Linked DNA regions of Mus musculus: regions 1 and 3 are each linked to region 2. The links are chromatin contacts, called in public HiCAR-type maps. All regions are on one chromosome and are shown on one strand. The core of a region is the stretch at or near the end of the contact, and the rest is flanking DNA. Distances in the headings are between cores, read along the strand shown.

What was found. HiCAR-type assays count read pairs that join an accessible place to other places.
Region 1: a HiCAR-type map of fibro-adipogenic progenitors shows a contact between it and region 2, with 3 times the contacts expected there. The contact joins two enhancer-like sites. A contact is called at or near these places in 2 of 115 datasets of contacts at active chromatin or transcription factors (embryonic stem cells and fibro-adipogenic progenitors).
Region 3: a contact with region 2 is called in a HiCAR-type map of fibro-adipogenic progenitors, with 5 times the contacts expected there. The contact joins the promoter of Cpq here to the enhancer-like site in region 2. A contact is called at or near these places in 4 of 39 promoter capture datasets (the 3T3-L1 cell line, hippocampal neurons and liver), 1 of 115 datasets of contacts at active chromatin or transcription factors (fibro-adipogenic progenitors) and 1 of 9 other capture datasets (adipose tissue).

Annotation. Positions count from the first base shown.
Region 1 is chr15:33,905,959-33,908,705 of GRCm38.p6, forward strand. No RefSeq gene overlaps it. Among named protein-coding and RNA genes, the nearest start is that of Gm41290, 130 kb to the right of the region's middle. Within about 2 kb of position 1,368, at least 67 of the 459 cell types and tissues checked have an H3K27ac peak or open chromatin away from gene starts, as enhancers often do. A contact at or near this core is called in fibro-adipogenic progenitors, where this site is marked.
Region 2 is chr15:33,589,091-33,591,790 of GRCm38.p6, forward strand. The region is part of intron 7 of Cpq (carboxypeptidase Q); the gene reads left to right. Among named protein-coding and RNA genes, the nearest start is that of 4930592A05Rik, 63 kb to the right of the region's middle. Within about 2 kb of position 1,256, at least 69 of the 459 cell types and tissues checked have an H3K27ac peak or open chromatin away from gene starts, as enhancers often do. A contact at or near this core is called in adipose tissue and fibro-adipogenic progenitors, where this site is marked.
Region 3 is chr15:33,081,826-33,084,525 of GRCm38.p6, forward strand. Cpq (carboxypeptidase Q) reads left to right here and starts at 1,304. Exons shown (of 8, transcript NM_176073.4): 1 at 1,304-1,497.

The sequences.
Region 1 (2,747 bases), core at 118-2,617, 320 kb after region 2:
CATCCTCAGCTGCATATGCAGCTGGAGCCATAAGTCCCTCTTTGGTTAGTGGATTCGTCCCTGGGAGCTGTGCGGGAACTGGCTAATTCATATTGTTGTTCCTTCTATGGGGCTGCAAACCCCTTCAGCTCCTTGGGTCCTTTCTCTAGCTCCTTCACTGGGGATCCTGTGCTCAGTCCAATGGATGGCTGTGAGCATCCACCTCTGTATGTGTGAGGCACTAGCAGAGCCTCTCAGGAGACACCTATATCAGGCTTCTGTCAGCAAGCACTTGTTGGCATCCACAACAGTGTCTGGGTTTGGTGACTGTAAATGGGATGGATCCCCAGGTAAGTCAGTCTTTAGATGGTCATTTCTTCAGTCTCCACTCAATACTTTGTCTCTGTAACTTCTTTCATGGGTGTTTTGTTCCCTGCTTCTAAGATGAATAGAAGTATCCACACTATGTTCTTCCTTCTTCTTGAGTTTCATGTGGTTTGTGAATTGTATCTTGGGTATTCTGAGCTTCTGGGCTTCTGGGCTTCTGGGCTAATATATCCACTTATCAGAGCTGTCTCTGACTCTTTTGCATGCTTTGGGCCCTTTTTGTCCTACTGGGTTGCCTTGTCCAGCCTTAATACATGGGGAGAGTCTAGTCTTACCGAAACTTAACATGACATATTTAGTTGCAATCCATAAGAGGCTTGCCCTTTTCTGAAGAGAAATGGAAAAGGAGTGGATGAAGGTAGGCAGAAGGGAGGTGACATGGATGAACTAAGAGAAGAGGGGGGAACTGTGGTGTGTGTGTGTGTGTGTGTGAACAACAATGACAAATGAAAAACCCTTGGAACAGTCCATACAAAACAAGGCACCCTGGGAGTTAGGGGGTGGATAACTCAACTAGTGGCAGAGAACAGGAAAGGGGAGAAGGTTAGAAGAGCATGTAGGAGAGAAAAAACAGCAAGTAAGAAGCAGGCTGAATCAGTAAACCACGGTCAGTTCCGTGAACAGCTGTGGGTGTGGTATGGGTTTTACATTTTTCTTTAATGATTTTTCCTTGCATTCAGCTTTCAGTATTATGTTTTCTTCCTCTACTGAGCTCAGACTTTCCATAACACACTAGTCAGTTGCATAACGTTCTTTAAAAGATTAATAATATAAATGTCCATTCTCCTTTTCAGTATTTTTGATCCCCCTGAAAGAGGGTGTCCAGCTGCAGGGAGTCCTTCATCTTTGATGCTCAGCTCTGACTCACTCCTGAGTCAGGCTCAGGCCCCACAACCTTTCCCTTGGGATTCAGAAACCAAGAAATAATCAGCTGGTAACCCAGGAGCCAACAGCAGCTGTGAGGTGGAGAGCCACATCTCCCACTCCGTGGGCTGCTTTTAGGTTAGTCATCCAGCTCAGATGCTTTGAAGGAGACATGAGAAGAATGCTGCTAATAAGAGAGGCAGGAAGTGAGGCACGGTGAGAATCCCACAGGCTTAGTTTGTTATCCTGGGAAGAGCTCACATGCCTGGAGATGGTGACTGTGCAAGCCACAGGGACAACTTAACATTCTTTAGTCTTTGGGTCAAACTGATTGCCATTTAACAGATATTTACAAAATTAGGATTAAATTCTCTACCTCATCTTCTGCTAAAAGTCAACCAGAATGCTCTAATATCAGTAACAAGAACCTAAACTCTCTCCACACATCCTATTTTCATTTACAGCCTTATGGACATCTATATTTTATTAAATGCCTCACATTCATCTTTGCATTGTGCCTTTGGTGAGTTTGTACTAGAGATATCTTCCTGTTCACCTCATCTATTCTTTTATCTAAGTTTACTCATCCATCAATATCCAATTCACACTTACCTTATTTTGTTCATCTAGTAGATGCTGATTAAGTACCAATTATAAAGAACACTGTCTAACTTTCAACCATGTCCTTAGGGCAAAGAAATGTCAGTTGTTAAATACAACCCTCAACTTTCTTTCACAAAAAAATCTCTTTGTTCTCCCAACTATAGTCTATTCCTGGGTACCAATATGTTCTAATTAAAGCCAAAATGATTTCCAGTATAATAAAGAATTTGGATGAAGCTCATCCCAATCCTAGAAGCAACCTATAGACTCTAAATTTCACAAGCAACAGTAGTGACTTTGTTACTTGGGATAGGCTCCAGGATTGTAGTTTGTAGCAGTAAAGAAACCCATGTGAGTGCTTCTATACCTTTGATGACAAGGTATTTTGGAACTGGGAATAGCCAGATGAAAGGTCATCACCTCAGTAGGGATTCGGTGTCCAGGTCTGAAGAGAGGAATGGTTAAATATTCAGTTCAGTCAGGAGTTGATCCTGTGCAACAGCATCCAGATCTGATCCTGTGCCACAGTACTACATACCCAAATACCACTGGAAAAGAGCTGGCCTCCCAAGAGTGTGGACATGCCTATGAACACAGGTAAGACCATCACTTCTGCTCTGACAGACCCGTCGGGTAGCCTTCAGGACATAGGAACCAAGGAGCAGCCTGGGACAGGATAGTTCCAGTTCCTGTCTATGGCCAGAACTGACCCTGTGCCACAGCTCTTCATATACAAATTCTTCCCAGAGAGAACTGGTCTCCTAAAAGTACAGATACAACATACAGGCTTGCAGGAGAAACAAGTCACAGTCAGAGACAGCAAGACCAGCTAGCACCAGAGATAACCAGATGGTGACAGGCAAGGACAAGAACATAAGCAACAGAAACCAAGGCTAATTGTCATCATCAGAACC
Region 2 (2,700 bases), core at 6-2,505:
CCCTGTCTTCTCCACCCCTAACCAGGTAACTCAAAACCCACCTTCCTCTAATCCCTTCAGTTATTGGCTGTAGCCATTTTTATTTAACCAATAGTTTTAAATTAAGGAACAAGGTTTGGATAACAAAAGCTAGTAAACATGAGAAATTACTGGTAGGCCCAGACCTTAGAGTAAAGAATTTAGCATCACAAAACCTAGCAACAGACCAAACCTCAACAGGTGTGGGAAGAATGATAAATGGATCAATGAGTATCATAAGTGTGGCAGCAATTACAAAGGTCTTACAAGCCAGAAAAACATATTGGATGTTTCATCATGAAGAAATAAAAAAATGACTAAGAATATAGACACAATTAAATTAACCTCATTTAAATATTATGAACAGATATGTTGAAACATCTCATGGCACTCTATTGGTATGATTAATTTTATTGATGGTATATCAGTTTTAAAAGATTAGTTTTAAAACGGTATTGAAAAAAATCACCACAAAGGACATCATGAGTGATTAGAGGTATCAGTGACTTCAGATAGCCAAGAAATCCCAGAAGAGTTGGCAGGCCTGTCCAATATGAGACCCAAATTCACCCTTTCTTGCGTCTGAGATCAAACAAGATCAGGTGTTTCAAGGTGATATGGCCACAATGGACATTCATTTTCTGACAAATGGTCTCAGGCTGTCTGAGCCTAGTTTATGAATGTAATTCTCCTTTATTATCCTATATACTTCCAATTCAAATTTCCATTCCCTTATCAAAATGGGCACCAGGGTGGGTCTGGGGGACAGGCAGGGGCCACACTATCTAAATTCCCAGAGAGGTAAAAGCTGATATCCTGAAACAGTTCAGTGAGATCAGGTACACAGTAAGGATTTTTAAATCAGAAAAACCCAAGCTGGAATCCTATCTGTACTGACTACTACCCTGTAGTGTTAAACAAGCCTCATGACTATTGTCAATCTGTCACTGTTTTGTGCTCATGGTGTCACTTAGAGAATTAAGTGAAATAATTTCCAAAGAGTTCCAGGCATACAGGAAGCACTGGGTAAATAGTGATGACAATCCATTTCTCTTACTTCTCTGTAGGATGGCTCCATAACTACTATCATGTAGTATGGTTTAGTCTTACTAGGATTCTTAGTACTAGTCCTATTGCTACTGTCCACTTCTTCAACTTTATGGGAGATGATTCAGTGCCCCTCAGTTCAGCTACCCTGGAGGTCACCAGGACTCTCAGGGCTGACCTCAAGTATGTGCTCAGAATTGTGTTGGTCACACCCTGGAAACATTGAGTACAAGCTTAGAGGTTCTTGAGTAGGTGAAACGTTTATAAACTCAAACTGTTATGCTTTTAATTATGTTTAGGTTAGGGGGTCTTTTTCTTTCTTACTTGAGCCTATATTTTGTTTTATTTTTTTATTTTTCATCCCCTATGATTTGTTTTCCCTTCTGAGAAGCTATGAGTTAGGAAGCTATTCATTAACTACTTCTGATTGTAATTTTCCATAAGATTTAATAGGGATTAAAGTACCTCCTTGAAAAGAGATATTAAATGCCTGAAAATTCTATTAATTGACTTTCTAATTGTTTTCATAAAGTTTTTTCACATGTTAATGTAGCTGAGAAAATAATTTTAATTAAATTTTAAGTGTATTTTTAGCACTTTATGGATGCTAAGGGGACTCTTTCCTTGTAGGGAATATATTAAGAACACAACATTCTTCTCTAACTGCATAATTATTATGATTGGGGGAAAGCCCGTAATACATTCCATTGCAATTAAATCATGGGCTCCAGACTGTTTGAGGTCTGCTTACAAAGAAGAAATGGATTTTCCACAGCTGGTCGCCTGTATGCAGCCTTCACACAGCACAACAGCCATGTATTTGATAAAATAAGACTTGAATTTGAAATTCAGAGCTTGACTACCTTTCCAAAAGCTCTCAAAACATAAATTTCTTAATTTTTTCCATGAAAACCTATTGATTACATATGTGAGAGGGATGACAAGCAGGTGCTATGTGGAAATTCTGTGGTTTTACCCACCTATATCTTTAGAAAAAAAAGTATTTGTTCTTGTTCTGCACACACACCATGAACATTACCACTCTGTCCCTGTGAAGATTGCAATACACTGTGAGCAGAATTTAGTAGAATGAGTATCTCATTTGATAGTCATAGAGGAGGTTTTACCTATGCTCATAGCTGGAAAGTACTTTTTGTGATATGAGTGTTTGCAAGAAAGACTCAGAGGTGTGGAAAACAGGAAAGGGGAAAGAGGAAGAGAAAAAAAACATTTAAATCAGGGTCAAGACGATGTTACATAAAACAGATTTCATGGTCCAACTATGCCATCATTTTGAATAATCATCAGAATTTTGATTGATTAAATTAGGATTTTAAATCCTCCAAGGAGCCCTTAATTGATGCTATGGGTATGTTGGAGCTTCTATGGGTATAGAACAGACATAAAAAAAGACTGAATTGAGAGCCTATTAATCCTCAGCAGCATCTTGAATGTTGGCTACCATAATCCTGATTTTATGATTGAAACTGAAGTGAAATGACCTAGCAGTCGACTTTAAAAGTCAAGCAGAAGAGTTTAAGTTAGAACCTAGGCCTACCTCCCTCTGTTACCTCAGCTATATATCCCTTCTTTTTAGCTGACATCTTTACATCCTAAATCTCTCTTGAAAATACT
Region 3 (2,700 bases), core at 54-2,553, 510 kb before region 2:
TCCAACCTATTCTTCATCAAAGATAGTTTCAGAGAAATGTAAATCATTGGGACTAGATATGACTCCCCAGGGACCATTTGTGGAAAGGCCAGCTAGGACCATGTTGAAAAGACCCTTGAATACCTCACAGAAGTGATATTTTGTGAAAGGCAACGCGACTAGTCAAAGTTTAGAGGGATTGTTATATTGTACATAGGTGAAAGGACTCAAAATGATTTTCTTTGTATATGCTTAATTTTTTCTTTCCTGTTTTTTAAGTATGTGAGTTTTCTTTTTCTTAGCATCTACCTATGTAGCCCAGGTTAGCCTGAAACTCAAAATATCCCTGCCTCTATTTTCTGTGTTTTGAGATAACACATACATGGATCAGCATGCCTAAGTTTTTCCTTGGTTTTGTGTGTGTGTATGTCTGTGTGTGTGTGTGTGTTTTAAGAGGAGAGACAGGAACTGGAAAGTATTTTACAAAGATAACTTTGATAAGAGTCTGGCTAAGTAAAGAAATTTGGACTTATCAAAACATAAAACATTAAAAACATGTGCACATGTTGCAGTTTGGACTTTATGCAGGTCCCCAAACTACTGAAGTCATGCAGTGACTTGATGTGTCAGGGTATACTGGTTCACAAGGGGGTCCTTCCTTTTCTCAGAGGAGAAGGGGGCAGAGGATAAAACAGGGGCTGTGGGAAGGGGGAGCTGAAAGCAGAGGGGCTACTGTGATCAGGATGTAAAGTGAATGAATGAATAGATAGATAGATAGATAGATAGATAGACAGATAGATAAATGGGCCAAAAATATGCGCACATGTACTACAAGAGTAGTATAGCATTGCTCTTTCCCTGATACAATGCCTAGACTGAAAATGACTTTCTGATCTCCTAGTTTTAGATCATGACCCCTGCCTTCATGATCACCTCCTTTCTTACAGTCTTTCAACTATTAAGGAAGGGAGAAAATAACCTGGTGCTTCATTTTGTTTTTGAGACAGGGTCTCATTTATTCTGTAGCCCTTGCTAAGCCTCAAAGTCCTGGGCCATCTTCCCGCATATCCATCCTCCCTAGCTACTGGGTGATTGATAACATGAACAAAATAACTGTTGAGTTGCTTTTGTTGGGAAGGAGTTTGACGGTTCCAACAAAGTCTCTTGAAGCCAGGCCTTGGGGACCCTACTTGCCTTAAGTCAGGCTCAAGGAGACCTTTCAGGGTCGGGTCCAGCCAGCCACAGTCTCAGTTAAAGCCCAGGCCTCGGGCCTGGCTGACGGTTGCACCTTTGTCTCCGCCCACCGGCCAGGGAGGGCTCCACAGCTGTCCTGGCACACAAAGAAGCCAGGCCTGCAGACTACTGGGGCTCCGGGCTGTTCCTGAGGCCTCTGGAGGCCCGCCCTGTGGCTCCAGTGCGCTCTGAGGACCTTCCTGGTCCCGCCCCCGAACGTGCCTGTGGTCTGCAGGCCTCACCGGGTGTTGTGGCCGCTGCTGCTCCGCAGAGCCTCGTGATCAGGTGAGTGCCCCCCAGGCTGTGGGTGACCAGCTGCTCCCCAGAGGCGGGAGGGTGGGCTGAGGTCAGCCGGCCTGGCTGCCAGAGAGCTTCCTGATCGGGCTGGAGTGCCCTTGCATAGGACGAGACTGCCTGCAGTTACACTGAAACCCAGAGGCAGAGACCAAAATTGCTGGTGCCTGTCTCTTCTTCAAGGTCTCTTGCACCGTCCCTGGACTGCCTAGGAGCTTCCTTCAAGGCCCTATCTGGAATTTTCCCTAGTCAACTGACTTGCAAGAGGCTTTACCAGGACGGGGTGGGAGAGCTTTGGTGGTTTCTTTCACTTTCTACCTAGTTCTGTTCTTTCATTTCTGATATGAAAGGCCCCATTTTCGAGTTGTCAGCGTCTGACTTGTCATACATAGTCGTACTCAATATCCAATAATTGACTGTGAAGTAGAACTGAATGAATGAAGTGGACAAATGCGTAGGAAATGCAGCAGAATGAGCAAAATATATGAATGGCACAGTGAATATGAAATGGAGACATCAGACACACAGGCTTTCGCCTCTGTTTTCTCAGAGTTAAGTGTTTTGCAATCTCTGTGGTTAATCAAGAGGAGTTTGATTCTTTGTAGTTGTTAGTTACTAGACTCCTGCACCTTATTATCTCCATTGGTTGGATTAAATATATTTTGCCTAAAACAAAATAACCTGAACTCTTGCTTGCTTGTGCTTTATTCTCCCCACTTTTGGTTTGAGCCAGCGTTGTTACCAAAATATATAATGTATTTACAAGGTACAAAGGTACATCTCAAAGCAGAACCATGTCGCTGACTTGTATTTAAATCCAGACACTTCTCATGAATCTAAGACTGGACAATGTCTATTTTCCTTAGACAAGGGTTGGTTTAGTTGCAGGTGAATGAAGAAAACAAAATATGTCACAGTGAGGAAAGTAATTTGTGTGCATGACACATAAAGAGTGCTTTAATACAGTTGATCACTGCTGTAGTTTTGCTTCCTAGACCCCAAGTTCCACAACCCCCCCCCCCCATAAAACCAAAATCAATGACTTTGAATTGTCACTTGATCTCTTTAGATTTTAACTTCATTATGTGTGTGTGTATGTACATGTGTGTATGGACCTGTGGTTAACACAGGTATCTTCCTCAAAGGTTTTATTCTTTAAATTTTGGAGACAGCACATCTCAGTGGACCTGGGGG